Linked DNA regions of Sus scrofa: region 2 is linked to region 1. The links are chromatin contacts, called in public HiChIP or PLAC-seq maps. All regions are on one chromosome and are shown on one strand. Each heading gives the region's core, a stretch centred on a gene start, on an enhancer-like site or on the middle of the called end of the contact. The rest is flanking DNA. Distances are from core to core; before and after follow the strand shown. Region 1 overlaps RAD51B (DNA repair protein RAD51 homolog 2). Region 2 overlaps RAD51B (DNA repair protein RAD51 homolog 2).

Evidence for each region. HiChIP or PLAC-seq counts read pairs in DNA pulled down with a chosen protein or histone mark.
Region 2: a contact with region 1 is called in an H3K27ac HiChIP or PLAC-seq map of alveolar macrophages. The contact joins two enhancer-like sites. A contact is called at or near these places in 1 of 47 Hi-C or Micro-C datasets (embryonic fibroblasts) and 2 of 2 datasets of contacts at active chromatin or transcription factors (alveolar macrophages and skeletal muscle).

The regions. Positions count from the first base shown.
Region 1 is chr7:92,102,116-92,109,319 of Sscrofa11.1, reverse strand. The region is part of intron 9 of RAD51B (DNA repair protein RAD51 homolog 2); the gene reads right to left. LOC106507734 (a long non-coding RNA gene) reads left to right here. Exons shown (of 3, transcript XR_002346146.1): 2 at 5,565-6,510. Among named protein-coding and RNA genes, the nearest start is that of ZFP36L1, 390 kb to the left of the region's middle. Within about 2 kb of position 4,154, at least 32 of the 83 cell types and tissues checked have an H3K27ac peak or open chromatin away from gene starts, as enhancers often do. A contact at or near this core is called in alveolar macrophages, where this site is marked.
Region 2 is chr7:92,262,697-92,269,900 of Sscrofa11.1, reverse strand. All of the region lies in intron 11 of RAD51B (DNA repair protein RAD51 homolog 2), which reads right to left. Among named protein-coding and RNA genes, the nearest start is that of ZFP36L1, 230 kb to the left of the region's middle. Within about 2 kb of position 4,495, at least 12 of the 83 cell types and tissues checked have an H3K27ac peak or open chromatin away from gene starts, as enhancers often do. A contact at or near this core is called in alveolar macrophages, where this site is marked.

The DNA.
Region 1 (7,204 bases), core at 2,905-5,404:
CACTGCACTGATTTTCTTTTCTGCGTGAACCTGTAACCTTCAATTTCTTCTTCAGAGTCACCTGTGCCCGTCTAGAAAAGCCTATCTTAATAGTGTTCTCTCCCTACTGTTGGGAAACTCTTAGTCATGTGATCAGTTTCTACAAATGGATACTAAAGAATAATAAACCTCCAGGGTCTGTAGCTTTGCAACTGAAAAATATGCAAAATAACCTGAGCGGCCAAGATCCTGATGGGCTTTCCTTCCGTGCCTGTGATCGCCCCATCTGGTCCACCTTCGTTGCCAGAAGTACCTGATTTTATATCATTTTTTAAAAAATATCTTATTTTAGGACCTGTCTAAGTGGAACTGCTTTGTTAATTGGCATTGCCATCCCAGTGATCACTGCATTAGTTCTTTTATCAATGAGAACGCTACGATGAAACATAAAGTAGCAGAAGGTAAATGGGATGGAGTCAGAACAGCCCCCTGGGCTGCTAGTTAGCCCATTTTCTCATTTACAAGAGAGCTGTGGACAGAGAAGCAAGATGCAAACCTCAGTTGGCATTGGCACATACCTACTCTGGTTCCAGGCGCTTTACGTCATAACCATTTCTTAACCATCTCAACAGCTATATGACATAAGTTGAATACCATGATTGCCCGCCTTTGACCGATGATGAAACTTTGCCCACATTCACAGAGCTCATAAGTGGTGTAGACAGAATTCAAACCCTGATAGTCTGGCCCGAACGCCTGCGTTCTTGCTTTCTCCTTGATTCTAACAGGCACTCACGGCTGGGAGTCCTTGTTCTTGTTGACTTCCCCTCTCGGCAGCTGAGTCTGATCCCAGCAGTGGATTCTTCTAACATCCGTAGCCAAGGATGGCCCATAAAGTTTTTATGTCATGCCACTACCACAGACTCATTGTGTTTATGGAACAGAGTCATGGTATAAACAGAAGAGTCATGTATTGAGCGGGTTTTTTTTTTTTTTTTTTTTTAAGTAAAAGGTTTTATCAACATTGTAAGACTTTATCATCATCATTCTTAAGAAAAGTGACACACACACCCGAGGTCACACACTTAGTCACAGGTCAATACTGGAACAAACACCCCTTCGTGTACCCTCCTGGAAGCTCAGAACCTATGGCTTCACCTAGAGAACACCATAGCCTCCCTCCTGCTCAAGCATCTCTGCAACTGTACACAACCCTGTGCAGGACCATAGGGACCAGTGCACCCACTTTGCAGCAGCTCCACCTCTCATTAAAATAGCACAACAGCAACCTTAGAGCCGTACAATGGCAACAAAATAATAATTTTTAAAAAAATGGCGGAAAGATCTCCAGGGTATAAAATTTTCCTTAAACTCATCATCAAGTTCCTTCTTGAAAGAGGCAAGTGCCTGCCAGCAGGAACCTAAAACTCATTATTATTCTGGATTTTCTTTCTGCATGACTGAGAAGTTTTTCTATCCTCCCACTCTCATCCCTATCAAAAGACTCCCCCCTCCATCCAAGACAATCACAAAGTTTAAAAGTAGCTAACTCTCACCCCAAAAAAAAAAAATTTTTTTTTTTAATAAAAACAAAAAACCCATAGCGGTTGCAGAATGGCTTTGCGTGGAAGAAGGGTGAGTTTTCTCTTCAGAGAGGCAAATTTCATAGGGTTGGGCAAAGAGAGAGCTGAGGGGGGGAAAGGGTGGGAACAGAGAAGAGGCGGAGGCGGGAGAGAGGAGGGGATAAAGAAGGAAGAATCGCTGGCTTTAAAAAGCAACATTGTCCAGAGAGGTGAAAGAGAACAGATGGCCGTGGAGAATGGAGCCCTCAAAGCCCCGCAGAAAGGGGCGATGCTGACAGATCTTGCTGTTTCCCATTGATGCCTGAATGTTCTAGTGTGGGGAGCCCAGGCCAGTGCAGGGGCCAGACCTCTGTTCCCAGTGGCTCGCTGGGCCACTGGCGCTGAGACTCACTGAGAGAAAGAGCAGGCGGGGGGCAAGGGGGGGGGGCGGGGAGGGCAGGCAGCTGTGGCCGCAGAGGGGAGGCCAGTGGGGGCGTGTGGGTTTCCACAGCCTTCTCTTCTGGCCCAGCCGGGAAAGGTCAGCCCAGCCCTGGTCTTTGCCCTGGCAGAGGTGAAGGAAAGGACAGAGGAGGGGGGCCAATGTCTCAGTGCACCCCCACCACTACCACCAGAAGGCACGGGGGGGGGGGGGAGGGAAATGCACATCTGGGACCAAACAGCTACCTTGGGAGAGGGAAATGAGGAAAATATTGCAAATGCTTTTGGAGGATTGAAACATGCAAACTATAATAAACAAGAAATTGGGGTCTTTGAGAGAGGTCAGAGAATCCTGCCAAGCAAATCCCAGATTATTTCATGGAGTCTCAGGGCAGAGATGTGATTTGCTGAGGAAACACAACATGAGTTGGTGGCAGACTCAGGAAGGAGTCCAGAGGTCTGAGTCACCTCCCAGAGAGGGGCCAAATCCAAGTGGGGCTTTGCTGGACACCACGGACAGAGGGGCCTCTGGTGCCTAGGGTGTGCTCACATGTGTCCATGTGTATACACGTGCATCTGTGTGTGTGTGTGTGTTTGTGTGTGTATGTGTGAGAGAGAGGGAGAGGCAGAGGCAGGATGGGATGCTCTCGGGCCCATTGCTGAAGGTTACTGGAGGCTTACAAGTCATCATAGAGCGATGCTAGTCCAGGCACCACTGGTCCCCCTGGGAGCGGAAAGCCTGACAGTCAGTCCCCACAGACGGATGGACGGAGGCCTGGAGAAGGGACTAAGAAGAAGGGTTTGCGGAAGATGGGATGACAAAGAAGCCCATACACTTCCGGGGACAAAGCTGTATCCGCATAATTTCCTTAATATAACTTTGATCAGGAAAATCACTGTTCCAAATGACCTCTTGAACTCTCCCTACATCCTTGAGAGGAGGATGCTAAAATTCAGCCCTACCCCTGCCCAATGAGGAGGGAGCCCCAATCTTCTTGGCTCACTGTCCAGTTGGCCTACGGAGAGTTGCACAAGCTCCAAACATTCCTCTGGTTTGGATTTGCCTCGCTCTTCTTCCTTGGCCCAGAAAATGAGAGAGAACTGAACTCAGGACTGAGGGTCTGAAACAGCGAGGCATGAGTTTGCAGAAACTCTCCAGAATCATCATTTGGAAACATTCCCGCATGTCGGGCCCCCATAAACATCTCTCAGCTCACTCTCGGTGGGAGTAAAGACGTTACAAGGTGGCTCTAAATATATTTAGGGACCTGGTACGTTCACCTTTACCTGGGCTAGGTCTCCGTCTTCCCAGGAAGGAGGCTTTCACTACGGCCGTCCAGTCCCACGCTGCGTACTATGCCTACATCTGAGTGCCTGAGAAAATTCCCATGGGGCGGTGTAGTAAAAAAAGATCAACCACATGAAGATCCTGCCTTTTGATTTCCTTGCTTCATCCAAATTGCTCCCCAGGCGCTTTTAGATTTCGAGGCTCCCCTAATCACCCTTCTAACCAGCAGCCCCGCCACGGCATAGAAATTAATTTGTATAGCTCCTAAGTGAAATTATCCCTGGGGAGAGAAGATGCCCAAGGCTTTAACAATTACAACAGAACACAGCCTCGGAGTGAGAAGAGGAGACAAGTACACGCTGACATCCCGACTGAAACTCCAGGCTGAATCCGACAGAGAAGAATGTAATTCCCTTTCCTGGTTGGAGGGGACACCAAAGAAACCGGAGAAGTGGAATACCTATTAGGTCCCCACTAATCCTCCTCCTAAATTCAAAGCAGGGTTCCTCCCTGGAATTCATTTCTGAGTATTCTTAGTCGCCACTATTGTTCAACAGCTCAGTTGATAAGTGCTTGCAGCGCATAAGGCTTTCTACTGAGCTCACCCCTCCTCGTTCCCAGCCGCTCAAAGCACTTTACAAATATCACCTCATTATTCGTTATAACACTCCAGCGAGCCTGATCGGTGGAAAGGTTCATTATCTTCTCCTTACCAATAGGGGAAAGAGACAAAGGAAGAAGTGACTCGTTTAAGCCAACAAAGCAAGGCAGAACTGGAACTAAAACTCAGCCGTCCTCCTGACGTGCTGTGTGCACGTGAACTCCGCTCGCCTGCAAAGAGGTTCCGCTGACAGGGCAGGGTTTCCTAGCCACGGACGGTGTTGTAATCAGCAGGTCCACAGAACTGGGGCACTGGCTGGAGGGGAAGGGATGGCAGTCGAGATGGAGGAGCCCCATGTGAGGGGCCTTAAAGGGTTTGGACAAGTCACTTTGACTCCATGGAAGAAGGGTTTCCATTAGAGGATCTTAAGGGTTCCTTCCAGCTCTTAGACAATTAGTGAAGCCTGGAGTTCCTGTCATGGCTCAGTGGTTAACGAATCTGACTAAGAACCATGAAGTTGCGGGTTCGATCCCTGGCATTCCTTGGTGGGTTAAGGATCCGGTGTTACCGTGAGCCGTGGTGTAGGTGGCAGACTCGGCTTGGATCCCGTGTTGCTGTGGCTCTGGCATAGGCTTGGCAGCTACACCTCCGATTAGACCCCTCGCCTGGGAACCTCCATATGCTGAGGTGCAGCCCTAGAAAACGCAAAAAGAAAAAAAAAATTTAGTGAAGCCCTAGCTTCAGAAGAGGGGTTCTATTTTTTTCACCAGCCCTTTGTGACAATCTGAGATTCATTTTGCTTGTAAGCCTGAGATGGCATCCCTGTCTCTTTATAAGCATCTCTGTGTCATCCACAGTCCACCCCAAGGATAGTAGGGGACAAATCAGCTAGTAGGGACAGGTAGTCCTGGGGCACCAAGGCCAGGGACTGAAGAGGTGAAGGGAGGCTGGGAACAGAAAGAAGACTGGAAGAGTCAGAAAAAGAATTGGCAAATAACATTTTGAGCTGTGCCTGGGCCCTACCCATGGACACTCCTTACATTCCAAGGAACCTATGACAGGTCCTTCAAAGTTTAAGTAGGCTGTAAAGAAACAGAGTTTGCTTTGGTTTTTCTAAATACAGGCTTCACCTGTCAACCCTAAAATCCATGTGAGCAAGGCCCCAAGGTACCCTGGAGGGGTGGTTTTCCATTTAAACGGAATTTCATTTTAATTGAAATAACATTGATGTGCCTTCAAGTTAATTAAAACAGGATTTTACAGGTGGCTTCATAGTTTATAATTTGTGTTGCTTGAGCCAGATATGCCTAAGCCTTTAGAAAACCTGCAGTGTTTTATCTCTCTGATCTTTTACATTTTCTTTTCCTGAATGATGCTTTGATACTCATTGTTTGCCCCAAAGAGCGTTTGAGAGGGAGGACATTTAGTAGAATCAACACTTGTTTGCAGAAGCAGCCCCCACAACCAGAATAATGACCTTGGAAATAGTCTTGGGTGATGGGCTGATTACAATGACTGGATATAAAGGACTGACTGTGTAGCCGCCAGAAAGAAACACATTTTTGTAATATCTCAGTTGTTTCTATTGGCCTGGCCTTCCTTGCATTCACCATGGGAACTGAATCAACAAGTTTGTTTGCTTTTATTTCAGTGATTACAATGCATTCTTTTTTTTTTTTTTTTCCTTCACATACAGGGAAAAAGGAGTAAAGAACAAATGAAAGTCAAATGCTTGATGATCCAAAAGAAATGGGTATAATTTTATTTATCTTCAAGTTCAGCTGTAAAAGCGACTAGTTGCAAACTTTATTCCCTCTGCTCTCTCTGAGGACCTCAGCCTGACCTTGTGGAACCTTCTTTCTGGGAAATTAAAGAATTTCCAGGATTAGCTCAAGTTCTGAGGCTGCCAACTGTGACAATCTACAAAACTCTCTTAGGTAATGATTCAGACCCCTCTTCTGCTCCAGGCCAAGATGGTCCCTGATGAGTTGGAAATATTCTAATTTCCTGGACCTAGACCACAAGGCGAAGTGACCCTGGAAGAATTTCAGAAGGGCAAGTTCAACACGTCTGCATACTAAAGACTCAACAACTGATATACATGTAACAACAGAAATGTAATTGAACTTGAAAAGCAAGAATTAAGGGGTCATCAGAAACAAGTTTACAAAAGAACACCGGAAGGGAGGAAGGAAGGAGGAAAGAAGGCAGGGAGGGAGGGAGGAGGGGACCACAGGGAAGGGAAGGGGTGGGGAGGGAGGAGGAAGGGAAGGAGGAAGAGAGGGCAGAGAGAGAGAAAGAAAGCTTTATGAATTTAATAATAATTGGTCTCCACCACCTGATTCTGAAGGAAGTCATTTTCTGAACATCCCCTGATATGAACTTTTGAATTCTCCAGCAGAAGGCCAAGTTTCCAATGCTGATCGGATAAAATGCCAAATATCTCTCATCATTATAATCCCAAGATGAGGAAAAAGAGGAAGAACGAATCAATATTCTCAGTTTATTGTCGAGGGGCCCAGAGAAGGGTCAGGCTTGAGAGCCCACCAAGGACTGCACTAGTTAAACTAGATGTCACCCTGATCCCTCCTCTGACACTCGTCTTTCCTTACATCTCCTAAACCATGCAGACAGCTGGGCAGGTAAGAGAACATCAAAGTAAGCTTCCAACTCAATTCTGCCACTACCTCATTCTGTGGCTTCCTTAGGCCTTGTTCCCCATTTGAAAAGTGAAGGCATAGGACTGGAGGGCCACTGCCATCCCTCCCATGTCTCACATGGCCCAACACTACTGTATCTCTGCAGAGACTGGCATTTCCCCCCCCCCCCCCAGCCACAGTACATTTTCTGTCTTTTAAGTTTTACCCAGTGTTGGTCCCTAGGAGTCCCTTGCGGTGTCTGAGGAGACCCGGGGCAGGAATTCAAGCTTTACTGGCCAACAGGAATGCCCACTTCTCCTCACTCCTGCAGAGGAAAGTTAAAGTCAGAATACAAGGGTTCTAGGTGACCTCACTCAGGAAACCCACTGGCATATGCCCTTAGATACAATCCAAAAGGGGTAAAAGATGAAGATCCATGTGGGGAGATTTACTGTGTAAGCCAAACCTACCACAGGGTAAGCTCTCAGTGGGAACATCTAGGAAATAAATGGGTAGCTTTTAAAATAAATGACTAGAACTTCAAGGCTCAGATGTTTTCCACTACCCAAGATTTGCAGTTTCGTGTATATGACCTGGCTCAGCAACTCTCTCCATGACAATGGGTTTCCACAATGTTAGTTGAGGAAATTTTTAAGAAGAGTCAGCAACTCCAAGGAACTTTTCATTCAAGGACACT
Region 2 (7,204 bases), core at 3,246-5,745, 160 kb before region 1:
CTCAATGGTCAATTTCAGCTTACCAAACAAAGCCCCAGACCCAAAGAAGCCACCCCCTGAACTCACTTCACTCTGAATCACCTGAACCCTAAATTTTGCAGCTTCTAACCTAGAGTCTGGTGACTTCTAGAGAGCCAGGAGGGGAGGTTTCTTGTATAAGTTTTGAAGTCAGATAGACTTGGTTTGGATTCTGGCCCCACTATTTAGAAGCTACATGAACTTGGACAAGTCGTGTAACTCCTCAGATTCAAGTCCTTCATTTTATAACGGGATAAAAACCACATCCTTCTGCAGGGCTCTCCAACCACAGGTCCACTTCTGTAACATGTTCCTATTTCCCTGGCCCATGCTCTGTTGACCAGGCTCTGTTGTCCCATGAGGGCGGGCCTGGTGCATGCAACGTGTAGGCCCCTGTGCCCTGGACCCACTTGGGCAGCCCTCTGAGGGCCGCCCCCACAGTCTGCTGAAGTGTGGGTGGGAGGACAGGAGCTGTCTTTGGGGAGAAATCAACAATGCATTTTCAATTTTATTATTTTAAATAATGTTCAGTGGGTGGGACAGACTTTGGAGGACTGAGAGCTGGACCCACGTGGCCAGTGGTGTTGCTCATGAAGATGTAGCTGCTTGTCATTCCTGGCTTGTTGGAGTCAGGGTGAGGGGAGAGGGGAGAGCTTTGGATTCCTTTCAATGGGTGAATGAGTACTCCCGCTCCCTAGGAACCCCTAGCAGTCAATGAGAATGGGAAATTCATCCTAGCCCTCAAATGTGTGCTGCATGTTCCTGTTGGCCAGGCTTGGCGGTGGGAACTGAGCACCAGAATGAAGCTAAATCTTCACCTGTGGGCTGGATGGAAGTTTCTGAGAAGAGCAGGGATGTCATCTCGCGGACATGGATCACCCTGGATGTTGGGAATGGACAGTGAGCAGAGTAAAGTAGAAAGAGGGCGACTACAGCAGTGATCCTGGTGAGGGATGATGGGGTTCCATGGCCTGGGTTTGAATCCCGACTCAATCTCATGTGATCTTCATCACCTCAGGTAAACTGCTTAATCTCTCTGTGCTTCTGTCTCCTCACCTGTGAATGGACTAGTGTTCCAGGACCTCCAGGCAAGGAAACTGGGAGATAAGGAGCTGGGTCCTTGGTTGAGCATAAAAAGGGGCTCTTTCAAAGGACACACCTGCTGGAGTTCCCGTCGTGGTGCAGTGGTTAACAAATCCGACTAGAAACCAGGAGGTTGCGGGTTCGATCCCTGGCCTCGCTCAGTGGGTTATGTATCTGGCGTTGCCGTGAGCTGTGGTGTAGGTTGCAGACGCAGCTCGGATCCTGCGTTGCTGTGGCTCTGGCATAGGCCGGTGGCTATGGCTCTGATTGGACCCCTAGCCTGGGAATCTCCACATGCCGTGGGAGCGGCCCTAGAAAAGCCAAAAAGCCAAAAAAACCCAACAACAACAACCAAAAAAAAAAAAAAGAAAAAAAAAAACCAAGAGGACACACCTGCTGCAAGGTCACCTCAAGAGTGAGGGACCAAGGCCCACATTTGATTTCAAGGGCGGACTTCTGAAAGAGCAAGCATCAGCTTCTGACAAGGTGGGAAAGCGGGCAGTTGCTGACAGTGCAGCTTGTGAGCAGTGAAGTCCTGGAGGCAGCCGGGCAGGGCTCATGAGGCAGAACTGGGGCTGATGTGTGGGAGAGAGACTGAAACCCACTGCCAGATTGAGAGGCTCCAGGGGGCCAGTAGACACTTAGCAAAACCCACTCGTGTATTTGGATTAGAGATAAAATCGTGAAAGGTTGACCAGGCATTTTTGAATGGGTTACAAACATCTCTGCTTCTAAGCCACAGGACATGGGACAGAAACCAAGGACTTGAGGCCAAATTTTTGTATGGAACATGATCCAGTTATGCACCAGGTCTGAGGGGATGTGTGAGCTAACAAACTTCTGCAGAATGGTGTGTTTTGGGGGGGTTGTACTTTATAGAGTTATTCTGATAGGCAAAGAGATGAATCGATGCTCGCTTCCTAAGTCTACCCCCAGCAGCCCCTTCTTCCCCTTAGAGATTGGTCACTCTTGCTTATTCTTTCTTTGAATAAATAGGATTATCTAGCTCTTGGGTGAGAGCAGGGGTGGGGAGGCGGGAGAGTCTCCAAAAACAGCCAACCAGCAACTAACCAACTGGACAACCAATAACTGACCAACGAACAAGCAGCCAACTAACCAATGGCAGAACAGAGGTCCCTCAAGGATGTCCATGTCCAAATTCTTGGAACCAATGAACATGCTACCTTCTGAGGCAAAGGGTGAATTAAGGTTACCAATTTAAAACAGGTATATTGTCCTGGGTTCTCCAGGTGAGCACAATGTACTCAGGAGAGTTCTTAAAAATAGAAGTGGGAGGCAGAAGAGCAGTTCGACCAGACATGAGAAGGACTCAACCTTCCACGGCTGGTTTGCAGATGGAGGAAGGGGCCACAGGCCAAGGAATGTGGGCAGCCACTAGAAGCAGGAAAAGACTAGGCAATGGAGCTGGCCATGGAGACTCCAGAGAGGAACATCTGACCATAACATTAGATTAACCATGGAGACCCAGGTCAGATTTCTGAGTTCCAGCACTGTAGGGTAATGAATTTGTAATTGAAGCCCCTAGGTTTGTGGCGGTGTCTTACAGCAGCAATAGAAAAGAAATAGACTAGCGATCTAAACTCTCTCTCTATTCTACATGGTCAAGCCCAAGGCTACAACATGTGTGGCCTTCAGCCTGCTGCTCTAGCCTCAGTTCATGAGGTCCCCTGTCCTGTGCCCCTCCCACCAGTCAGGGAATCTTGCCACCCTTACACCATCCCAGCCTCTCACCTCTGCCAATGTTCAAGGTTCCTTCTGGAAGGGCCATCATGACTTACATTTGCACAGAGCTTTCAGGCTTGCAAAAGCCCTTACACGACAGTTCCATAGATGCCACAGTTAGCCTCTCACTAAGTACCAAGTCTCTTTGAGGGCAGGGTTCTGGACTTAAGTATTTGTCTTGGCACCCCTCATAGAAAGAAGCCTAGCTGTGGTCAAAGTGGGCATAGGGGTAAAAACAAGAGGGCCAGAAGGTCACCAGAGGTTGCCAAGGGCACCGGCCCCACCTCCTGGCTTAGGCACTGCCCCCAGACTCAGACACCCTGATGACAGGGCCATGCTTTTGTCCTTTTCAATAGAGTAGGGTGCTCAGTAAAGAGTTGTTAGGAACGTCTCTTCTGGTACCCTCCCTTGGGTTCTTTCAGTCCTACCGTGATCTCCCAAGATGCCTTCACTCCAAGGACCTCCAGATGAAGACCCCTTTAGAGAGAGTTTTAATTCTGGACCTTCCCCTAGTGTTGGGCTCCCCCATAGGCCTTGCCCCAGGCTCTGCTCCAGGTGGGACAGCTCCCTGGCTACCCCTGTCCCCACAGGTGCAGGCAGGACGAGGCACTGCGCAGCAGAGGGACCCGGGTGCGGGGAGCCAGGGGCCACTGGGGCAGGCTCACTCTTCCCTCTCATGGGCACGACCTGTCCTGTTACTCTGGGTCACTTTCAGTAAACAGGGGAAAGAGAACAATGTCAGCCCCCAAATGAACCCATCAGGAAAGGAGGGTTATTGCCAAGTGTTCTCAGAAGGCACGGCCTACAAAGAAGGTAAAACCCTGTCTTTAACATCAGGCCCCAGTTCTGGCCCTTTTGTGAGCAGAGACCTGATGGCCCTTAAAGAGAACTGCTTTTCTACTAGCTTCTCTTTGATTTTCCAGGATTACTTGGCCTGTTCCCTCAGCTCCTGGGTGAGAGGCTCCTGACCCAGCAGCCAGTGGGGGGCAGAGGCTGCCGGGATTCAAGCTGCTGGCAAACCTGGGACAGCAGCGCGGGCTGCTGGCTGTGCCCTTTCAGCGGTGGCATTCCCATCTCCAAGGAGGCAGCGGCGTCAATCCAGGACTTCAGCATCTTGCCCTTTGGGTGGGCAGAGGTGTCCCATAGCAACTGGGGCTGTGATCTGCATAGGACAGCACATTGCATCTATTCAGGGCTCTCTTTCCCCTGCTTTCTTTGAAACAAGCTTGCCCTATATCCAAGTTCCCTGTGAGTCCCATACAATGAAAACAGCAGTTGACAGGTTCCCTGTAACTCGTGAAATCTGAGTGCATCCAAGGGGAGAAAGAGAACGCTCATTACTGAAACACAAAACGAGCCCCTTTCAAGGCACGGCGAGCTGGCCCTTCAGTTTGCGGCCGCTGACCCCGCTGCCCTTCTGAGCACAATAAGCAGAGGGAGGAGACGGAGAGAGAGGTCTTTACTCCTTAAGTTGCCAATTGATCACCCTCCACACCCCTCTGGGGGCTTCTTCATCCAAACAATTCAGGTGACGGAGGTCAAGCCTCCAGCCATTCCTCCCGGGAGATCTTAGCTCTCCCTATAGGGACTTTCCCAGGTGAAACAAAGACAAGCTCTAGAAGCCTTAAACTCCTGCTGATGACACTCGGTGGAAACAGAGAGAAAGGGGAAATTAGCAGGGCCCAGAATCATCCAGCCAGACCCCAACAGCCTTCTCATACTCTGGGCCTGGACCAGCCACTGTGGAAGCCCAGTCCTGTCCAGGCTCCAACATGGCGGCCAATGACTGACCGCCTAGCATGGGGTTGGGCCAAGGAAGCCATGCAAGGGGCAGAAACTGCCCTATGTTTGCCCATACCAGCTTTTGGCTGATTAACCAGACTTTTAATCTCCAAACCGCCCCCCCACCCAAAACCTCAGAAGTTGGGAAAGAAGAGGAAGAGGAGGCAGCGCAAGAAGAAAAGGAGGAAGAGAAAGTAGAAATTCATGAAGTAAGCCAAAATAGTACAAGCTTCCCATGAAAGCCTGTAGAGAAGTGCAGCCCATTCCAGAGGCTGTCCAGTGAGGGCTCTGGAGGAGCCAACTCCACAGCTTGGATGGTAAACCCCACGGTGCCCAGAGCAACCCAGGACAGTGTCAATGAAGAAAACACACTGGGGTTCTGGGGCTTAGCCCACCCAGCCCGCAGCTGGGCGGGACAGGGCTAAGCAGGATAGGGCTCTATTCTTTCATCTCTGATTCCACAGGCAGGTAGGTACTGAGAGTGAGGACACAGGCTCATTGTGGCAATGATCTGGGGCAGGATTACTTGGGGAACACAGGCAATCATGTAACCACTGCACTTCCGATTTTATCATCAGGAAATAACCTGTACCACTTGCGAGTCTCTAAATGTGCCATTTACTTTCATTTCCCATCTTCCTGCAGGAGTGCCCCCTCCCCCCGCCACCCATCTGACAGATTCCTGCTGATTCTTCAAGCTGTATATGTAGTGCTATATTCTTTAGGTATGCTCGTATCTTAGCACAGTTCACGTGGTATGACGGTACTCTGTTTACTTACTTTCTATCACAGGACTAAAATTCCCTTGAGTTTAGGATCACCCCCAACCAATCATTATTGCTTTTGGTACTGATGCTTAGCTACTTATTACCTGAAGAACTTAATGGAATCATGATGAGGATACTTGTTTCTTTTTCAGGTCCTAACATTGGTTTTTATTCACTCCCCAAGGACTTGTGAACAGGGGTAGTACTACATAACTCGAGAGACCCCATTCACATGGAATATCATGTGAATGGCGGCCCCAGAGCTATGGAATATGGTGGCCCTGCTAATGGAACTCCTCCCACAGGCCACGTACAATGGGGAAATCCAGGTACTAGGAGCTTACATTCTAGTTACAGAGACAGAGCTAATCTGGAAGGATGCCATAAGGGCATGGTCAAGGGCGACCCAGCCTGGGGTGGCAGCAGGGGTCCTGGTGAAGGAGGATCTGTGGGGACCACAGCCATTGGGAAGGACTTTGGGGAGAAAGTAGACCTTATCTGCATTATCCATGATAATGAAAATAGGATTATGAAAGGAAGGTATGCAGAGCACAGAGAGGATTCTAAGGGCAGTAAAACAGTTTTGAATGATACTATTATATACATATTCATATATATAATGTATATTATGTACATATTCATATACATATATAATATATATATTATATATATAATAGGGTATACATGTCATCATTATACATTTGTCAAAAATTCATAAACTGCACACGACCAAGAGTGAACCCTAATGTAAACCATGGACTTTGGATAATTATGATGTGTCCATGTAGGTTCATCCATTACAACAAATGTGTCTACTCTGGTGGGGGATGCTGATAATGGAGGAGATTGTGCATGTGTGGGAGCAGGATAGAGGGTCCAAGATGTGGTTTTCTTTGTAAATTGCATCTTGGGAACCACTAGTCAGTCATTCAACAAATGGTTACAGACTCTGAGGACAAAGCAGCAAAGAAAACAGAAAAAAACTCCCTGTCCACCCTGAACTCCACTTCTCAAAAGGAGCTGTGTAAAATTAGCTTCTCATCAGCTGTCAAGAAGGGTGGGTCCTTGAACTGCTTAAGCTGGAGAAGCCAGGAGAGGAGGAGACAAAACCCGGGGAACTGTGAAGGCTTGGCGCCATGAAGAGGGAGCAAGCTTACCTTTATCTAGAAAAGTAGTCCTTAAATGTTCCATCCCAGATACAGCGCCCTCAGCAAGAGTGACTTGTGGTCACAGTGGCACCAGGAAAGGACAGGAGAGGTGAAACCCCTGGAGGGAAGAGGTCCAGATACTCGACCAGTCCCCACCAGAGTAACAGGATGGAGTGAGACATGCAGGGGAGCCCTTGCTTCCTCTGAGCATTCTCCAAAAACACCACTTTACAGAAAGATAAAAAAATAATATTGACATGAAGATGTTAAGCCCATCATGAAACTACATTAGGGGGCAAGCAAAAGTCACTCCGTCTAATATGTCATCAAAATATGAATGATCAGGAGTTCCTGTCATGGTGCAGTGGAAATGAATCCAATTAGGAACCATGAGGTTGAGGGTTTTATCCCTGGGTTCACTCAGTGGGTTAGGGACCTGGTGTTGCTGTGAGCTGTGGTGTAGTTTGCAGACAAGGCTCGGATCCTGCATGACTGTAGCTGTGGTGTAGGCCAGCAGCTGCAACTCCAATTAGACCCCTAGCCTGAGAACTTCCATATGCTGCGGGTACAGCCCTAAAAAGCAAAAAAAACAAAAATGCTAATGATCAGGCATGGGAGGTGAGATAAGCAGGGGCGGAGGGGTGGAGGTGAGCCTCTTTTATG